Linked DNA regions of Sus scrofa: region 2 is linked to region 1. Evidence: chromatin contacts called from public HiChIP or PLAC-seq data. All regions are on one chromosome and are shown on one strand. The core of a region is the stretch at or near the end of the contact, and the rest is flanking DNA. Distances in the headings are between cores, read along the strand shown. Region 1 holds the start of TOR3A (torsin-3A). Region 2 holds the start of LOC100738642 (torsin-1A-interacting protein 2).

The links. HiChIP or PLAC-seq counts read pairs in DNA pulled down with a chosen protein or histone mark.
Region 2: a contact with region 1 is called in an H3K27ac HiChIP or PLAC-seq map of skeletal muscle, with 3 times the contacts expected there. The contact joins the promoter of LOC100738642 here to the promoter of TOR3A in region 1. A contact is called at or near these places in 2 of 5 promoter capture datasets (fetal skeletal muscle and liver), 3 of 47 Hi-C or Micro-C datasets (heart right ventricle, liver and skeletal muscle) and 2 of 2 datasets of contacts at active chromatin or transcription factors (alveolar macrophages and skeletal muscle).

Annotation. Positions count from the first base shown.
Region 1 is chr9:120,857,984-120,864,799 of Sscrofa11.1, reverse strand. TOR3A (torsin-3A) reads right to left here and starts at 4,966. Exons shown (of 6, transcript XM_003130340.5): 1 at 4,359-4,966; 2 at 3,306-3,419; 3 at 2,025-2,290; 4 at 361-539. The coding sequence starts at 4,851.
Region 2 is chr9:121,510,308-121,516,917 of Sscrofa11.1, reverse strand. It overlaps LOC100738642 (torsin-1A-interacting protein 2), which reads left to right and starts at 4,139. Exons shown (of 2, transcript XM_005656744.3): 1 at 4,139-4,255. It overlaps TOR1AIP1 (torsin-1A-interacting protein 1), which reads right to left and starts at 1,227. Exons shown (of 11, transcript XM_021063744.1): 1 at 883-1,227; 2 at 458-880. The coding sequence starts at 946. It also overlaps a transcript of TOR1AIP2 not described here.

The sequences.
Region 1 (6,816 bases), core at 3,717-6,216:
AGATGCGGGACAGCTGGTCTTCCCCAGGCTGGTCCTGGGAATGAGTTAGGCGGACTGTGCTGGGGAGAGTGGGAAGGGGGTGTCAGAGCCCCTCTCAAGTGCTTGGCAGAATCAGGGCAGGAGCAGGGAGACCTAAGACTCCCCACCTCTGCTGCCACCCAAGCAGCTGGGCTTCTGTCTCCTCTCCTGGAGTTTGTGTTGGTTTCCCTTGTGGACAAGGGTAGGTAGCCTAGGACAGCATGGACTCCCCCACCCCAGCCTACAGGCTGATTAAGAGCCCCCAGGACTGGCACCCACAGGGCCTGGGCAGGGCTTTTCCTCCCCTCACCCAGCTCTCCTGACTTGTTCCTCCGTCCTCACCTGAGAAAAAGAAAGATGCTTCTGGGGGACTTGGCCCTGTGGTTCTCCAGGGTCTGGCGGTCCAGCTGTGGCCCGAGGACCTCCAGCAGTTCCGGGTGCAGCTTCTCGGCCTCATCTAAAATGAACAGGGTCTGGTGGCAGCGCTCCTGCGTCTTCCTGATCTGGCCCGTCAGCTGCTCCTGCAGGGAATACAGGCAGCTGCTGGGGAGCAGCGGGAGGAGCCTGCCAGCCCCGAGGGCCCCCGGTGAGGGGAGGCGCGGTTTCTCCAGAGCCTCTGCAGTGGATCACTTGGGGCTGGGTTCCGCCCTAGAACTGCCAGATCCAACCCCTGGGGGTGGAGCGAGGGCATCTGCCTTCCCGAGCTTCCCAGGTGATTCTCCAGCACCTTAAGGTTTGAAAGCCAACCAGGTGGAGCCAGCCTGGGGAGAGGGAGCGGGCCTGGCTGCCCTTGGGAAATGGCCACACCTGCTCCCTCCCTTTCTGGATGCGGTTCCACCCTAGAACGGACAGCTCATTCACCCTCCCCAGGGGCAAGAGTCAGGCTCTCACACGGGGTGACAAGCAGAGACAGGCCGGAGTGCCCGGAGGCGGCCAGTCCCGTCTTGAATTCCCAGGAGGAGAACACCCATGGGCGCCAGGCTAGGCTGGGGAGGACTTGTCTGGGACCCAGCTAATGCCAAACTGGAGTTCCCCATCCCAGGCAGGACAGTAAGCCCTCGACTGAAAAGAGGCTGCTTGGCAGGGTTCCCCCAGAGATCAGAGCCAGCTCCTGCCACCTGGATTCTGACCTCAGCCCCTGCCCCCTGAGTGTGTGTGAGAGGATGTGCGGAGGGTGGGAGAGTGTGTACATGTCGGTCTTCCGAGTGGGGAAGCTGAGCTTCACAGCAGCTTTACTGCAAAGCCAGGCTGTTCTCTCGGAGGAGGCCTGTCTGACCAGCTGCCTGCCCTTAGGAGCATTTGGCTGCCCCTGACCTCCAAGGCCACACCAGAACTGCCAGGTGACTCGGGCAGTCTGCCCTCAAAGGCTTACATAATCTTCCCAAGTTAACACACTCCAAATATTGGAGCGGAAGGCCAAAGACAGACTCTGTCACCTCTGTCATGCTGCAGTGGGGCTTGGTCATCGTCTGGCTACATGTCTGATTGAACGAAACCCAGAAGAGCGTGGACTGGGAATCTGGGGTTGATGGATGCAGACTATTGCCTTTGGAACAGATTAGCAATGAGATCCTGGGAACTATGTCTAGTCCCCTATGACGGAGCCGGATAATGGGAGAAAAAAGAATCTATACATGTATGTGTGACTGGGTCACCTGCTGTACGGCAGAGAATTGACAGAACACTGTAAACCAGCTATAATGGAAAAAAATAAGAATCATTATATATAGATTAAAAAAAAAAGAAAAATGAACACACGGATCCTCTGGTCCAGCTTGTGTCTGGCCCCCCCTGTGCAGCCGGCAAGGACACAGCCCGGCAGTTTGGGACCTGTGCTTTCCTCCACACGTCCATGGCCTCATCTGGGTGTCGCGGATGCCTCTGCGGGTTACAGGTCCCTCCTCCTCCCCACACCCACGGCTGGCCTGGGCCGCCTTCCTGCCCAGAGGCCTGGGCCCGGGGCTGCACAAGCCTGTGTGAGGCCCAGCCCAGGCAGCCGGCCTCACCTTGTACTGGTCCACATACTTGGGGTGAGGGAAGTGCAGCGTGGCTATGAACACCTGGACGCAGTTGCTCCTCAGCCCATCCCGGAACAGGTTCTCCGCCAGCAGCCGAGCCATGAAGTTCTTGCCTGTGCCAGACGAGCCATGGAACGACAGAGCCAGGGCCTTGTCTGGCTGGGGCAGCTCTAGGTAGCCCCTTACTGCCGCCAAGACCAGCTCCCGGGCCAGGTGCTGACCGTGCAGTCGCACGCGCAGGTCGGCCTCTAGGCCTAGGGGTGGGAACGAGGCCATTGTGAGAAGGGCCCACAGGCACTGTCCCCTCCAGGCTCCGCGATGGCCAAGAGACGGAGCAGTGAACATCTATCTCTGAGGTGAAAGCCATCCTGTTTGGTGGCCTCCATACAAGAAGCCACCAGGCAGACCTTGCAATGGAAGAGATTCAGGGCTATTTGCTAAAGAGTTTGAGAAATCAAGACTGACATAAGGGAGAGAATGGAATCACTGCTCCGCCCCTTTTTGTCTTTTTAGGGCCGCACCTGCGGCATATGGAGGTTCCCAGGCTAGGGGTCCGATCCGAGCTGTAGCCACTGGCCTATGCCAGCACCACAGCAACGTGGGATTGAGCCACGTCTGCGACCTACACCATAGCTCAGGGCAATGCCAGATCCTTAACCCACTGAGCAAGGCCAGGGATTGAACCCGCAACCTCATGGTTCCTAATCAGATTCGTTAACTGCTGAGCCACGACGGGAACTCCTCATTTTATAATTTTCTTTTTCTTTTGGTCTTTTGTTTTTCTGAGGGCCACACCTGCGGCATATGGAGGTTCTCAGGCTAGGGGTCTAATTGGAGGTGTAGCTGCCAACCTACGCCACAGTCACAGCCACACCAGATCTGAGTTGCATCTGAGACCTACACCACAGCTCATGCGATGCTTGATCCTTAACTCACTGAGCAAGACAAGGGATCGAATCCGCAACCTCATGGTTCACAGTAGGATTCGTTTCCGCTGCGCCACAACGGTAACTCCCTCATTTTACCATTTCAATTCAATCCAGCAAACACCTGCTGAAGGCAGCTAGTGTGTACAAAGCCCTCTGCTAGGCCTTCCTTCCTCTCAGCTGTGAGGTTGCAGGGTTTGGATCATGGCCTCTGGGAGCCATGGTGGAGACAGGGAGGCTGCCAGCTGTGGGCAGAAAGAGGTGGGCGCCCTTCACCCTGACATTTCCCTGAATTGCTTCCCCTCCCTGAAGATTCCTGGCCCTTAGGGCTGTAAGGTCCTACCTGTGAAGTTGTTGATGATCCTACAGTCCCCACTGTCACAGCAGTCCTGGAAGCTGCAGTACCACGTGGTCAGGATATCCAGGTACTGCTGGCCCAGCAGGGGAAGACTCCAGCCTGGAAAAGGAGGAGCTGTGAGACAGGGGCGGTGCCCAGAGTTGAGGAGAGGGAACACTGCCTCCCTACCACCAACCAGGCTCTTCTGTTCTCCTGAGCAGTGCCTCAGCAGGGAGGGTGCAAGACTGGGCGCCTCCAGCTCTGAGGAAGTGGGTGGATGGCCTTGCTACACTACAGATGCAGCTCTAGCTGCAGCAAAAGCTCAATTTACCCAACAAATCAGCCTTAAGCACTTTGTCCAGAATGTAAGAAACCCAGGCCCTGCTGGTCCGGCAGGGAGACAGACAGTAACTGGTGATTATCCTTCTTCCTACTTGCTTTGGATTCCAGAATCATCTGATTATGGCCAACCCCAAGTGTCTCAATACTTTTATCAAATGTCAGTTTGAATATACCCATCAGTAACAAAAACCAAACACAAAGACTAAAACAAAAGACTATACAAAAACCATTCACTTGGAATTTAGAAGGCTTTGAATTTAAATGAAAGATATTTCTAGCAGGGGGACCATTACAGCATTCCTATTCCAGGACCTAGAATTAACGACATCGATTGCAAAGGCGCCTCAGAGATCACCGAGTCCACGACAGTGATGTGACAACACTGCCACACCATTTGTCAGAGACAGAAATCAGAACTCGGTGCGGCGGACTCATAACCCAGGCCCCGGCTCCATAAGCAGCAGAGGAGGAGGAGGGGGAGGTACTTGAAGGGTGTCTCCAACCAGGAACTTTCCTTAAAGCCATGGAGAAGGTGGGCAAGAGCAGCAATTTGGAATGATGCTGCCGGGCCCTCAGTCTGGCCGGAACAGCAGCGCCGCAGGCTAAGGCGCCGGCCTGCGTCCTAGGGCCGGCGCGAGGCTCCGAACTGCACCCCGAAGCACTGTGCCCCGCGCTTCTGCCCGCGCGCCCCCGCCTTCCTGAGCCAGCGAGTCTTACCCAGGGGCCGCGCGGGCGCTTCCTCATCCTTCCCACAGGCCTCGGGCCACAGGCGGCAGCTGAAGAGGGCCCAGTAGCGTCTGGAGAGGGCGCCGGCCGCCCTCAGATGCTCCCGCAAGCGCTGGAAGGCCTTCCAGGCCCGACCCGAGTCCGCCTCTGCCGCCTCGTCCCTCGACCTCGCGTGGTCGCCGTGTCCCCGCGCGCCCGGGGGCGGCGGCAGCAGTAGAAGCAGCAGGAGCCAGAGCCAGAGGCAGAACGGATGCCGCCGGCCGCAAAGCATGGCCAGCCCTGCTACCGCTCCCCTCCGCCGCCCGGCCCTCTCGGCCCTTTGGAGCCCCGGGCTGGCGGGCGGGCGCCGGCACTTCCGAGGCCCTGATTGGCTGGGGATTGGCGTTGCCCTGGGAACCGCAGGCAGCTGAACTCGCCCCCACGTGACCCAGGGCGAACCTGGCGTCCGCCGGGAACCGAAACCGACTGGAGCCCGGGAGGGCATCCAGAGGCCGACTGTGGGTTCCGCCACCCAGCGGGGTCTCGCTGCCAGGCAGCAGTCTATCTGGACGACTGTGGTTGCGAAGAAGTCGAAGTCAGGCCTTGAGATGGCCACTGTCAATCACCCGTTGGTTTCGGGGTCTCTGGTGGCCCATCTGAAGCCCACCAAATTAGGGCACCCATTTTGCCTTGTTTCCTTGGCCGCAGATCATCTTCCGGTCAACCTGTTAGTAGAAACTAGGCAACCATCTCACCCTGGAGCTTGAGTTGCTGGGGAAGTCGGCCCTGGGCCTGGCTCCTCTACAAAGGGAAATGAGAGAAGCAAATGATCAGCGGGTTTCTGCTACAGCTGGGAGTCTACCAAAAGCAAGAGGAAGCTGGTGGGCTGCAGTCTGGAGGTATTTGGGTTTTAGAAACGCCCAGAATCATGGGAAACTCCCAAGGTTTCATGTCAGTGTAACCATAGCCCTTTAAAAACAAGTTAGCTGAGTACTGGGTGCACTTCCTTGGCTAAGTTTGCAGCGTTGAAGTGCTTATGAGGGTGAGCACCTTCTCAGATACCACTGGCAAGACCTGAGGGCCTTTTTCCAGGGACTCCCTTCTCCATAACATGTAAGGAGATTGCGAGATTTCTGAAGAGCTTAATGCATTTTTCAAGATCACCTGAAGCCACTGGCCTAAGCACCACCTTGTCCTAGGAAGAAACTTCTGTCTAGAAATCCTGAGACTTGACTAATTTCATAGGTTCAGTGGCCTTGAGGCTGGGCTCTCCTAGCACCACATCACATCTCACAAATGTCACAGCCAAATTGATTTGTATGTTCATTCCAGTATTTTTTTTTTTTTTTTTTTTTTTTGTCTTTTCTAGGGCCGCACCTGTGGTACATGGAGATTCCCAGGCTAGGGGTCTAATCGGAGCTGTAGCCACTGGCCTATGCCAGAGCCACAGCAACGCAGGATCTGAGCCGCATCTGCGACCTACACCACAGCTCACGCAACGCCAGATCCTTCACCCACTGAGTGAGGCCAGGAACCCGCAACCTCATGATTCCTAGTCTGGTTCGTTAACCACTGAGCCACGATGGGAACTCCTCCAGTCTCTTAGATTACACTCAGTGCCGGCCAGGTCTGCTCCATCCTCAAGAGCTCACCAAATGTGCTCCTGCCTTGCATTCAAACAGCTATAGAGAGCAGATAAGCACCTGTGTGAGAATACCGACAGTTAAATTGAAAAGTAACATTAGGAGTTCCCGTCGTGGTGCAGTGGTTAACGAATCCGACTAGGAACCATGAGGTTGCGGGTTCGATTCCTGCCCTTGCTCAGTGGGTTAACGATCCGGCGTTGCCGTGAGCTGTGGTGTAGGTTGCAGACGCGGCTCGGATCCTGCATTGCTGTGGCTCTGGCGTAGGCCGGTGGCTACAGCTCTGATTCAACCCCTAGCCTGGGAACCTCCATATGCCACGGGAGCGGCCCAAGAAATAGCAACAACAACAACAACAAAAGACAAAAAAAAAAAAAAGAAAAGTAACCTTATATCGTGTCTTAGCCGTTCCGAATAATGGCCGAATTGAACCCAAACCTTCCATAGAGCAGAGGCCACCACACCAGTGCTGTGTTATATGCAATGACACTCATGAAACCCTTCAAAGGACAGTTAACAAGGAACACACAATTACGCTTATTTGGAAATTGAAACTATTAACTCATTCAGTAAATGTTGTTTGAGCATGAATGGCAGTCTAGTATAGTGAGTAACCGAATGGCCCCTACTACTTTTTATGTGTCGCCTTGGGTGTTAAGTAACTGTCATTTGCCTCCGTTTCTCCACCTATAAAATGGAGATAAAAGTCACTTCATAGGGGTGCTGTAAGGGTTAACCTTTATTAGTGTATATGCCCCACCCTGGAGGAGACTCTGGATGGTTTATACAGGAGGCTTTGGAAGACTTTATTTACACTAGTGGACTGT
Region 2 (6,610 bases), core at 2,890-5,389, 650 kb before region 1:
TGGCCTCCGAGATTTAAAGGAGGAAATGGAAGTGGTTTGGTAGAAACATCCGCAGGACAGAGAAAACCGGCAAGAAACCGACCCTGGAGTGATTCAGTGTCCCGCCTACCGCCTAACTCGCCTTCCTAACGTGCAGGCCTGCAGACCAGTGGCAAGCCTCGACACCCCTAAACTGATGCCCCGGGATGCACGCGGCTCCTGAGCTCTGCTGAAGTCGCTCTGCACGACTTCCTTTCCTTCCAGCATCCCCGCCCCTGCCTCTTTCCCGCCAGCGGTCGGGGCGGACCCGGCGTGGGGGCGCACGTCCACCCGGGCAGAGGCGCCCAGGAGCGGATGAGCGCCAGGCAGGCAGGCAGGCAAGTAGGCACACGCAGCGCGCACACCCTCCGCGCGCGGCCCCGCCCGCGGCACTCCCTCCCTGGCTCTCGGCTGCGACTGTTACCTCCGTCGGCCTCACCTTCAGATGAATGGGAGTCCCGTAATCCTCTCCTGGTCGTGACCGGAGACGACTGGAGCGGAGGCGGCTGTGAGTGAGGCTGCTGCTGCTGCTGCTGGAGGCGGGTACCCCTTCGCGTTTTCATCTCCTCGGCTTCCGGGAGCCGCGGCTGCCTCTGCCGCCGAGACCGAAGGTAATAAGCGCTTTCTCTCACTTCCTCTTTCGCTGAATCGGGCCGGAACTCTTCTAGCGGAATCTGCCTTCCCACCGGGACCTTTTCTTTGGCCGCCCGGGGCTCGAAGTCGCCGTACACTTCGGGCGGCTCTTCTGAGAACCTCACTTCCCGCCGGCTGTGGCGCGGCGGCGTAGGAGTTCCGTACGCAGGCGCATCACTGCCGCCGCCATTTTGAGGGGCGAGCCGGGACCTTCCTTCCCTCAGCGGGCCCTGGGCGTGACGTACACCCCCCATCCTTCCCTCACCGGCTCCGCCCGCCGCTCCTCGCTCGCCATAGTTGTTGACGTAGCTTGAGTCGATCGCTAAGATGATTTCGGGGGAGCCTGTAGATTCTTCTCCCTTTGCGGGCGATGGCTTTTCGGGGTAGTGGGCGGTGGTGTCGGCGGTCAGGGAGGCAGTTGAGAGTCGCCCGGGCTGCCGCTGGCGTCGTCGCTGCTGTGCTGCAAACCTGCCTCTGGGCCCATGGTGTGTTCTGAGGGCTGTGGGACAGGCAGTGCCGGTGCTGGGTCAGCTGCCGCGGGTCACTCCCGCCTCTTGGCTGAAGGCACCAAAGAGGAGGAGAAGAGGGAGGAGGACGTCGCTGTTCTCAGCCTTCGGGGAGGAGGAGGGGTGGGGGACGACGGAGAAGGGACAACTGGCTGGGCAAGTAGCCAGTCCTCTGCCCAGCTGCTCGTGGCGACTATTTGTTGCCCGCACGCAGGAGACGCCCGGGCCGGCCCGGCCCCCATACCGAGTCCCTGGGGAAGGCGGGGCGAGACGGGCTCGAGGGGGAGTTTCGGTCCTTGAGCCCAGGCTGTTGCGCACTTTCCCCGCTGCCTTTTTGATCGACTGCTGCCTTAGCCGTACCTTTCCATGTGCCCCTAGCAGGGGTGATAAGAAAGGTACTTTTGCAGGTTTCCTCTCTGCTTGGAGAAAATATTAGTTTCAAGCTCCTCGTGAAGGCAGTTAACCGGTTTTAGGTTTTTAAGTCACAGTTGAGTGTACAAAATCGGATCTACAGGTTGACTCGGGTGGATTCCCGTGTGTAAAATGCACACACAGCGAACATTCCTGGCTTCGGATAAAAACTCTATTCCAGCAGCACTGTTCAGAAACCATGTTAGTGCTGTGTTACAGGCAGAATCGCTTAGGTTTCTGCCTGTTAGGAACTGCACTTAGTTTAGTCTTGTTTATACAATACAGCCAAAGAAACTGAAGGAGTAGCAGCATGGGAAATGACACTTTTTAAAAATCTTTGGTGAAAAGCATCTTCTTCCTCGTCAACCTGCATTAGATATTATTTGGAAATATGTGGGACTTAGATCTTTTCTAACAAAATGCTGGGAAATGTTCACACTTGGTTAGTACCCGCCTTTTATTTTTTAGGCAATAGTTTATAGGTGCCTATTAAATTACTCATTCATATGATAAAGGTTCTGTAATAAAGTCATTAAAGTGTATAAAACTTTATAGGATTACTAATCAGGAATGCATATATTAAGAGCCTCTTTAAAACAGTTGCCAGGACAGGTGACTATATAGAAACTTGGACCTTAACAGTATATTTGCTTAGGATTTTCCCTCTTTTGTCTAGGTAATAAGGATACATAATTCTAGCTCTGCCCTACGTGCCTCCACACCTAGTAATCTTACAAATACCAACTTTCATCACTAACTGAGGTAAAGCTAAACTCTTGTCAAACCAGATGTTCTGCTGTAGATGTTTTCCAGACTACAGGGGTGGCCCAAAAGAGGTGACATTGCATAGACAGTAGATTCATAGCTAATATAAGGGAATTGCTTGGCCATCAATACCAAAAGGAATCATGAGCTCTGGATGTTACTTTAGGAGTTTGAGATATGTGGAGGAATTTAGTGAATCAAAAGAGAACAAGAGAAGAAATGATTAGAACAATGTACTCATTAATTTAAGCGTCTACTAGGATATATGAATACGTATTCATAAGTATATGAATTAAATTAATGAGAGTTTTCTTTACCCTGAGAGAATTTGCCATGTATTAGGGAAGACATGCAAAATAGTAAAATTCAGGTTAAGTGACTGGCATTAAGTGAAATACCTTGCTCTTAGGCCTAGGTCTAGAAATCTAATGTTCTTGACACTGGATTTCTAAGTAAAGGAGCTATTTTAAATGATAATTTTTGAACATGAATTTTTAGTTTAGGGTAACCAGAAATCCTGTTATTTACTGAGAAAGAATTTATCAAGTCATTGTGCATAATATCTACATTTCTGGTCAATAGGGAAATAACTTTGGGGATTGTATCTTGGTAGAAAGAGGTAACATTGTTATTTTTAATAAGGAAAAGATTAAAATATTTAGAGGAAGTAAATTAAAGACATAGGAGTTAGCTGCATTTATTCCCCATCTCACATCAACAGAAAAATATTTTCAAGACTTAATACAAATGAAAACATCTAGCTTGAGATATTATACTGAAATTAAGAAATTAAAACTCAATAAAGTGACTAGAATGTAGTATTCTTCCTCTTATTGTTTGTTGAATTAGAAATTGCAGTCAAACAATTAAAAAGCATCCAAGATGTTCCCAAATCCTGTGTCTTCTGCCAAAAGAGGATGGTTGCAAGGTGAAGACACCAAAAATCAGTTACATGAAGAAGCATTAGTCCAGTTAATATTGGGGGTTATGCTATGCACCAGACAAAAGCTGTTCTAGGTGCTGGGATACAGCAGTAAAAAATAGACCTAAAACCAACCCTCCCTGCCTTGGATTTCATATTCTATGGGAGTCAGATAAAAATTATAGTAAGTAAAATAGTGCGTTGGTCAGAAGTGTTTGGAAAAAAATTAGCAGAGGGGAAGTCGAGATTTATGTAGATTTCTTCTATGCTGTCTTGAATTGGTGCAGGTCAGGAACTAGAATTTTAGACTTGACTTTGCCCAATTAGTTGTTCTTGGGTAAATTGCCATCTCAATTTTCACATAAGATTAATAGATCAGATAATGGCTTTTATTCATCATTTACTACAGTCATTTAGCAGACACTCTTGCGCACTTTAGCTCATTTACTCACAGCCACCTGATGAGGTATGTAGCCTTGCCCCATTGGACACCAGCAAACTGAGGTTTAGATCAGGACAAGCACCTCGTAATGGTAGAGGCCAGGTTCTAAGTCAAGTCGGACTGGTGCTTGCCATTATCATGGGGTAGTGCCCCTCACTGTGTTGCTTCCACTGGTTCTTTGAGCCTATGAACTTTCGGGGTTTTTTTAAGGGAGAATTAGGGTCATCCGACGTCTGGCAGAGAGACGCTCGCCTCCGGGTCAGAGAGCAGCGCGAGTGCGCGCTCACGGCGCCTGCAGCCTCGTGCCCGGGCGCTGGCCGGCGCCGGGGAGTGAGAGGGAGGTGCCGACTGCAGGGAGGAGGGGCCGGCGCCTACCAGTCCCAGCATTCCGCGGGCGCCTGCCCTCCCCTCGGAGGTCGCCGTCACGTGGGCTGGGACGGGGACGACGTTCTGTTCTGCCGCGTCGGAGGGGTGCAGCCCGGCGTTGGGGAGCAGAAAGGACCCTCGAAGGGCTCTCCTGACGTTGACAGTCGACGATTTAAAGCCCCGCTAGAATTTGTAAGTGAGTAAAATGTATATACAACTTTTCCATGTTTTAATATTTGATCTGATATCTTCTTTTTAAATATCTTTCAGAAACGATCCCTCCCCACCCCCACCTCCCTACCGCAAAACCCTTAAACGGAGCAGGTTGGAGGTATATTTTTGTTTTGGAGTGGAAAAAGAGAAACAGAATTGTGTAAACATTAAATAGAGCAAGGTGGGAATAAATGCTTGGTTCGGACTTTGCGATGAGAAGCAGAATTCCTGTAAGGTTCAAATGTAAACGGGCAAACTACCAGTACAGGTGGTGATTACTCTCTTTTCTTCCGTGCTTAACAGGATCCCATCCATTCGTCGTCTTGATCCTTGTAAGATAGTGCCCACCCTCCCGCCCCGCCTTTTAGCCTTAATGGTACTGAAAAGACCAAGTTTGAAGTAAGACTCTATAATTACTAATTTCTTACATAGCGTATAGGTATTCCCAACTGTATTATCATACCTAGTGAGAAAGTTTTCTTCTTTTTCCCTCCTTCAAAAAAGTGTACTCTCTACTAAATCAGTAATGCTTGTTTCGTACACAGATACAGAAATGAGTTATCTTAATCTGATTCAACGTATTTTGTTTCAGTTTTACCTGTCTTTCGGTTTTAAAACATTTTGTTTTGGATCTAGATCCAACATAAACCATTTTGTTTTGGATCCTTTCCTAATCTGTTTTTTAAGAATCGGGGCTGTGGTTGTTATCCATATTTATCAGTTTTGTTTTTCAAGCACAGGGCTCGTATATAAATGGCCAGTGGAAAATAATTTAATTTCAAAAGGAACTAGTGGTAGAGGAACTAAAAACGTTCCTGAAGGCCTTTGTGTAGACTAGAACAGTTGGAAAAACTGACATTTGCTGTGACAATTTTGAGAGCCTCCCCTCAGTAATGTTTATTATGCTGAATGCAGAGTCCACAACTTGATTACCAGTTTTGCTGCTGGTTTATCACATAGCCATACGTGACTCATTTAAGCTCTGTTTCACTTGTTTTTCTTCCTAACGTAGAGATAATACTAGCCCGAGAGTCTCCATAATTCACACATAAAGTAACTTAAGAATTTAACTAATTATTTGAGGATTATTGGGAATTTTAATAATGTGTAGTGTCTGGTATGTAATTTATTTTTGCCTAGGAAACAATTGTAAACTGTATGCAACAGAAATCCAATTTCTCTGAAGTGTCACTTGAACTTCTCAAGGAAAGTTTGCTCAGAAAAGCACAGTTTGCTCTAGGCTTTTAACTTTGTATTTAGAATTGTAATTGTGTTAAAATTTCAGTAATAGTCTATATTTTATGGCTACTACTGTGTCCCCCAAGAGAGAATTCAGTATAGTGATTATCATTTATTATAAGTTTTGCACAGCAGATCAAATATTTATGAATCAAGAAAGAAAATTAAATGGGATAGTTTAAGGACTCAGTAAGTGGAAACAGTTATTAATTGGACTGCTTAACTCTTAACTAATATTAAAGAATTGGCATATGGTTTTGGTAATCAAAATAGAAAGAAAAGGAGTTCCTGTCGTGGCTCTGTGGAGACGAATCTGACGGGTATCCATGAGGACACAGGTTTGATCCCTGGCCTCGCTCTGTGAGTTAAGGATCCGGCATTACCGGGAGCTGTTGTGTAGGCCGCAGACATGGCTTGGATCTGGTGTTGCTGTGGCGGTGGTGTAAGCCAGCAGCTACAGCTCCAATTTGACCCCTAGCCTGGGAACCTTCATATGCTGCAGGTGTGGCCCTAAAGACAAAAAAAGAAAATTCACCTGTAATTCCATTACCTCAACAAATCAAATTATTTTGACTTTTATGTACTCTTTAGCCCTTGACCATGGGTATATATAATCTAAATGTAATAAAATTTTTGAAAAAAATGCAAATTTAAACATTGGTTTGTAAATTTCTCAGAGCTTTAATTATATAAATAGAGCTTTCTGGTTCTGCCTTTGTTCTCATCCGTCTACTGAAGAAACAACGGGACTTTCCTCTAGCCCAGTTTCCTCTTGCTTTCCCCACTCCAAAAAATAAACAACTGTCTAGTTGCACTTTTACTTAATAGTTCAAATAATTATAAACACTTCTTCCTGAGACTTCTTTTGTGTCCCCATAGTTTTAAGGGCTGCACATTTTTCTCTTTAACCCTCATAATGCTGCTTTCATCTAGGTAGTGTTATTCCATTTTGTGGTTAAGAAAACCAGGGAAATGGGGGAGAGTTCACCAAGTCAGGCGCTGGAGCTCTCATTCAGGCCTAGGCAGTCTGACTTTGGAGGACAATGCTGCAAGGGTCTCATATTTATAGATTCACTGTGTGGATGTTGGGTCACA